Regions from separate parts of the Muntiacus reevesi genome. Here region 1 is linked to region 2. Evidence: chromatin contacts called from public Hi-C data. All regions are on one chromosome and are shown on one strand. The core of a region is the stretch at or near the end of the contact, and the rest is flanking DNA. Distances in the headings are between cores, read along the strand shown.

Region 1 (3,145 bases), core at 270-2,769, 3.5 Mb before region 2:
AATAAAGGAAATTATAGAATAGTCTAAACACGTTGATTTTTCAGAAACACGAAGCATGTTATGAATGCCAAGTGCTATTTTATGTTTTTAGACGCTACGTGTGAATTCGGTACTATTAACGTGTCCACTTTACAGACGGAAGGTCTTAGGTAGCAGGGTTAAATAATTTACAGGTCGTTCAGCTGCAAAGTGATGGAGCCAGGATTTGAACCTAGATCTAGCTTTGGAGCCGTGTCTCTTATTAGTAAGTAGTACACAATACCTCTTCCCTATTGTTCCAAATAAAAATAAGCATTTCTGGGGTTCCACAAAAAAATATTTCGTGGCTATAGTTATTTGGAATACAAACAGTAATTTGGAATAAAGTGGTATATTCCCTACTTCTCAGAGTTCGCTTTCTGCCACTTCAATTTTAGGAAAGTTAGGTCTAACAGGTATTAGGGCCCGAACAAATTTTTCGTTTTTACGAAATAAAAGAAATTGTTTCCTCGCTTCGGAAAGGCTTCCTAGGAACGCTCTACGTTCGGAGAGCGGGGAAAACCTGTTTGCCCTTACTTACCTGCTCTCTGTACGAATGAAGACTTATCTAGAGCCCTGAGCAGGTGACAGATTATAATTCCGCCTCTGCCACAAAACTTTCAAGGTAAATTACATAATCTTTTCTGAAAAACCTCAGTTTTCTCAGAAGAAAATGGAATAACATCTACGCGACCTAACTCACAGGAGGTGTAAGATAACTTGGAGGGCAGGCACCTTCCCATTCGGCACGTTTGGTGCATCTGAAGTGATTAGTGTTGTTCAATGAAATGAGGTCAGGGGAGGTGGGGAAATGCTCTGAAAACCAGAAGCATCGCTCAAACTTTACCGCTTAAAACGTCCTATTAACACCCCCAACAGACCCCTAAGCCTCGCCACACGCCCAGCGTCCTCGCTAGAAATGTCTGAACATTTCCAGGAAGACTCAACTCGCGCCTTTGCGCCCTCCTCCTGCGCAGAAATCAAACACTCCCGGAGAACCGAGGACAAGTTTACAGAGCAGGCAGGAGGGACGCCAAACCCTAACCCCAGATGCCACAGGACTGCGACCCAAAGGCAAGCTGAAGCTTCCGCTTTAGGGGCAACTTACGGGTAAAAACTAAGTTTCCGCTCTTTATTATTTCGTCCCCGGCGGTTCTTACAGCAAATCGCTGCGCAATAGCGGGGCATCGCTGCCGCGTAGCCACTGGAGACCCGAGCCGCCAAGGGGCGCAGGCGGGGCTTCCTCACCGAGGCGGGGCTGCAGGTCCTTGCCCCGCGAGGTATCGCGCCTGCGCCAGGCGCGGCGGAATGGGAAGACTCGGCAACTCTGAACTCACTTCCCTTTCCGCCGGCTTCGGCTCAGCCCTTTCGGGGGTTGGAGCCGGAAGTGACGCATGGGCTGATCAGCAACAACAGTTTTCCACGTGCGCGTAGGACGCCAGGGTCAGGTGGGGAAGCAGGAGCCAATAGGAAAGCGTTTCGTGTAGGTCTTCTCCTGAGGTGTAGGCGCCCGCAGCTACCCGCCAGCCAGTGGGGAGCGGGCTGTGGGGGAACGCGGCTGCAAGAGAAGTGTGAGGTCGGCGGACAGGAGGCAGTGGGCGCGTATCGGCTCACGCAAGCTGCTGAGGCCTGGGTGAAGGCCGAGCCGAGCGGCCGTGTGGAGTCACTGGTTAGTGTCCCGGTTAGGAGCAGCAGCAGCCGGAGGTTGCGGACGACAGACGAGGCCGAGGTCTCGGGGAGGGGGGTTAGGCCTCGGTGTCCGCTACGATCGCCGCTAGGGCTTCGGGCTGCCCGGTGTTCTTGAGGAAAAGAGTAGGGGAAAGGCAGAAACAGCGTAGTGCGATTTGTCGTGGGGTTGTGCCGCTGGCTTTTTCAGGCGTCGGGCAGCCCTCTCAAGGCCGGACCCCGGGTGGGACCCCGAGCCCTACAAGCCAACGGCTACATCTGGTCTGCTAGGGCGAGTATGGGTGAGGGCTGACGGTTTAGGCCGAGCAGTCACCGGCTCTGGGGAGAGAGACCCACGGGACTGCTCGCCGGGTCCCTCTTAGGAATGAGGAGTCAGTTTAAGGCAGTCAGTCTTCTAGGAAAGTATGGGATATTAACCTTGAAACTGTGAAATGAAGTTATTAAACCAGGGAGGTACCTCTCTGCCAGTGTTAGACCCGCCCTTTGGCTAGAGAACGGCCGCAGTACATGCTCGGTTTGTGTTCGTTTAACCAGGAGTTTGTACTTGATCCTTGATACCCGTGACTGTGACTAACTCTGGAAAGAAGTGATCTGCTAATTACGCTCCATACCGGCCACAGGAGAGGAAGGCAGGCGGTTTCCACAAACCAGAGTGTCTTTCGTCAGCCGTGTTATGTCATCTTAGGTTTTTAAGCTCTCCTATATTCAGGAAACAGGATCAATTCTTTTTTAATCGCGAACCGTTTAATCTGTAGTCTCGAGAATTTCAAGTTGTATTCCAGGTGGAAACTTCATTGAGGTTAGAGAAATACTTTAATGACTCCTGAGAAGTTTGAAAGTAAGTTTATCTTATTCGTAGTACAAACTATGAAAGTTCTTTTTTTTTTTTTTTTTGGCAACCTTAGCAGAAATCCTAAATTTTGTTAATTACGAGTTTTTAACAAAACATATATCCATGCTTTTCTATTAAATATTTGAGATCTTACAGTTTTTTTTAAAGAGATTGCGTTTTGTTGTGTTGAGTTGTCAATATAATTGTGATACTGCAATCCTTGGCTCCTTTTACCGAAATGAAAACGGAAAATTTCTTTGTTGCTGTTCAGTCACTAAACTGTGTCGGACTCTTTTGACACTCCGTGACTGTCGCCGTCTAGGCTTCTCTTTGCCCATAGGATTTTCCAGGCAAGAATTCTGGTGTGGGTTGCCATTTTCTTCTCCGGGCATCTTCCCGACCCAGGAATTGAACCTGCGTCTTCTGCTTGGCGAGCTGATTCTTTACCACTGAGCCATCTGGGAAGCTTATTTCTTAGGGAGGGAAAATTACTGCTAATTTAGACTGACGGGGCTATTTACCTTGGTAATGAACTTTTTTCCCGATAAATTTTTTAAAACTCCTTTAGAATATACATTCTTGAAGATTAGGATTCTTTCAAAAAGTATC
Region 2 (2,976 bases), core at 150-2,649:
ATCAATAAATTTGGCAACATTATCATGCATGAGATAGCATAATGTCAATTAAATGACTGGCAAGATCCTTTAAAATGCCTAGGCACCAACTGAGGTCATGTGTAATTGGAGAAGAGCTTATGAATTCAGGAGTTTTTGGAAAAACTAATTGTTTTAGGGAAACCAGGTTTCGATTTGGGCATATTGGAGGATAGCAGTAATTGTGAACACATGAAAGGAAGGCAGGGAGAGGGAAACGCAGTATTCCAGAAGCTGGATTGAGTGCATATGGAACATTCAGGTGGAAATGTGCTATACGCCATTCAAAAGAAAATAAGAGAAGCAGCTCAGGAGAGAGGTGGAGTGGGGGATGAGTCACCTACATTGAAGTGAGTCAGTGAGTTCGGTCTGTCATAAGCATAATATATGAACTCAATAACAGGTTCTAAATATGTAGCAAATATAACAAGGAAGACAGATCTTAGACTCACCTTGGAAAATAAAATAAAAAACGCTGAGATTATTGGTATTTATAGCTCATGTTTGTTTTACCAGCTGTTAAATTCCCCAAACCCAATACTTATTCCCAGACTGACCTCCTAACTGGCAGGAAGAATTTGTCAAAGGACACATTCTTTCATAGAAATCTGAGTCGCCAGATCTTTCTAGTTTAGGAGAAATAGAAGAACTACACGACTAAGTAGATTGTCAACGTGCCTTGTGCTCAGTGGTGTCCGACTCTTTGTGACCCCATCGGCTGTAACCTGCCAGGCTCCTCTCTCGATCGGATTTTCCAGGCAAGAATACTGGAGTTGGTCACCATTTCCTTCTCCAGGGGATCTTCCCCACCTAGGGATCAAACCCGAGTCTCCTCTGTCTTCTGCATTGCAGGCGGATTCCTTACCCGCTGAGACATCTGGGAAGCCCAAGCAGATTAAAGCACATCTTTTTGAAGGTGAGGGGGGGGGGGGGGCACATAGCCCTGAACCACAATTCAGTTATAGATACTGATTATCGCTAAACGAATTCAACTACTAAAACCACGGAAACGTTCCCAACTAGAGAGGTTTCTGTGCCAGGGCAGAGGCCGCAAGCAAGGGAAAGGTTAAAGAGAAGAACGCGAGTCTCTGGAGACAGACCAGCGACGCGGATTGCGTAGCTCCCAGTTGGAGGCTGGCTGTCGTCATGTGGCATACCCGCGGCATTGCTCACCGCCGGCGGCCACCTCCGTCAATTCCAAGGCTGGGCCGCCAGCAGGCAGTGGAAGGGTCACGAGAAAGGAAGCATGTGCGCAGAAAAGCCAGTTGGGAGGAGCTGGGAGGCGGCTCCACGGCGCCGACTACATCTCCCATGATTCAGCACAGCAGCGAAGGCCGGCTCCCCGGGCGCCGCTGGAAGACTTGCGGCATGGGAGCTGTGGTGAGCATCCTTCGCCCGCCCGAAGTCGGCCTTGGGTGGGGAGCTATATGGGGATTGGCTAGTGAGAGTTCGAGTCCCGCCCACGGATGGTGACGACAGGCGGCGGTCCTGCTACTTAAGGCGTTGTGGCCTCGACCGCCCCGCCTTAGCTCCCGCGCTAGAGAGAAACATGTATCGTTTCCGATCACAGCTCTTCACGGGGATTTCAGCTGCCGCCATCGCCCGCTCTTACCCGCGCCGCTTCTCGCCTCTGTTGTTAGCCGAAGACTCGCCACTCAGCCGCCCGTCGCACAGACGCACGAGTAAAAAGTGCAGCTCCATCGGCTGATCCTCGCTAAGCTAGAGTTTAGGCGGCACCGGGCGTCCCACGATGCCGAAGAATAAGAAGCGGAACACTGCCCACCGCGGTGGCAGTGGTGGCGGCGGCTCAGGGGCAGCTGCAGCGACGGCGGCGACAGCAGGTAAGAAAGTATCCCCGCCGCCGGCATCCCAGATACCGGCCGGGTTGGCGAGTCGCTTAGCCTAGGGCACCCTGGGATTTGTAGTTCTATTCCTCTAGACGTATGCGTTGGCGGGGCGCTTGGCGTGGCCGGCGGACTACGCTTCCCAGCATGCCTTGGGGGCCGAACCTCGCGCGATTTGGATCTGGCGTGCGAACCGAACTCTTGGGCACCGGCCGCGGGGCAGGGAGAGGGACAGATGGGTTCTTGCCCTGAGAATGGGTTGTGGTTGGGGGTGACTGGGAGCTGGGCGGGAGAGGAAGTGTTTTCAGAGACTGGTACTGGCTCTCTAGAGCTCTTCTTCACAGAGGGTGGTGCCGAGCTCGGAGTTCTGTCCATGCTGTCACTGGTCGTCTTGGACCACTCGGCTCCAACATGGAGTTCTCGGGAATGCCAAACGTCCGGCGGGTTTGGACCGGCTCTTGCGTCACGCGGCCTGGGCCTTGCGCCGTGGGGCCGGGGTGACGCAGAGGAACCCATGTGGCATCCATCCCATTCGGCTGCCTTCCTGCGCATCCCGCGTGTGCACCTGGCCCGGCCGAGGCGCCAGAGGCTGGGGTCCACTGTCCCAGCGTAGACTCTGCTCCTACATTTATCTGGCACCCGCACAAATCCCGAGTCCCCGGCTCTGGTGCGACCCGTCGAAACCAGCTCCTACTCCCGGGGGCAGAAACTGCGTTCTCCTTTGTGCTATATTTTGTAGGTTCTCCGCTGGGAGTCTGGAATAGGCGGGAGTGGTGAGGAGCTCAGATTGCAGTTGGCCAAAAGTTTAGGGTTTTTTTTTTTTTTTTGATTCCTCTTTGCAGAGTTGAAACTTTTACTGGATGGGTAGGTGCTTAACTGAATTAATGATTTTTTAGTCCTAACTATACGGCTAAGAAAAAATGACTTCAAGCAGAAACTCCCAACGAGACACACCATACTGAAAGCTAGTGTTAAACCTGGTAAAGCCATCTCACTTAATAATTGCTTTGTTGAAACTTTGAAATTAAGTATTAAAATAACCGCAGATGTTATCACTTCGAATCTCTTAGCCATATATATTTGTGAACACAGTTGCCACTTTAACCCTCAGGCT

The links. A called contact is a pair of places that touch in the nucleus more often than the background predicts.
Region 1: a contact with region 2 is called in a Hi-C map of muscle, with 11 times the contacts expected there. The contact joins the promoter of DNAJB9 here to the promoter of LOC136170828 in region 2. A contact is called at or near these places in 2 of 3 Hi-C or Micro-C datasets (blood and muscle).

The regions. Positions count from the first base shown.
Region 1 is chr6:56,537,301-56,540,445 of mMunRee1.1, reverse strand. It overlaps DNAJB9 (DnaJ heat shock protein family (Hsp40) member B9), which reads left to right and starts at 1,519. Exons shown (of 3, transcript XM_065938851.1): 1 at 1,519-1,687. THAP5 (THAP domain containing 5) reads right to left here and starts at 1,312. Exons shown (of 3, transcript XM_065939567.1): 1 at 1,127-1,312. The coding sequence starts at 1,206.
Region 2 is chr6:53,078,946-53,081,921 of mMunRee1.1, reverse strand. It overlaps LOC136170828, which reads left to right and starts at 1,399. Exons shown (of 1, transcript XM_065939333.1): 1 at 1,399-1,726. The coding sequence starts at 1,568. The coding sequence ends at 1,726. It overlaps IFRD1 (interferon related developmental regulator 1), which reads left to right and starts at 1,637. Exons shown (of 12, transcript XM_065939331.1): 1 at 1,637-1,859. The coding sequence starts at 1,769.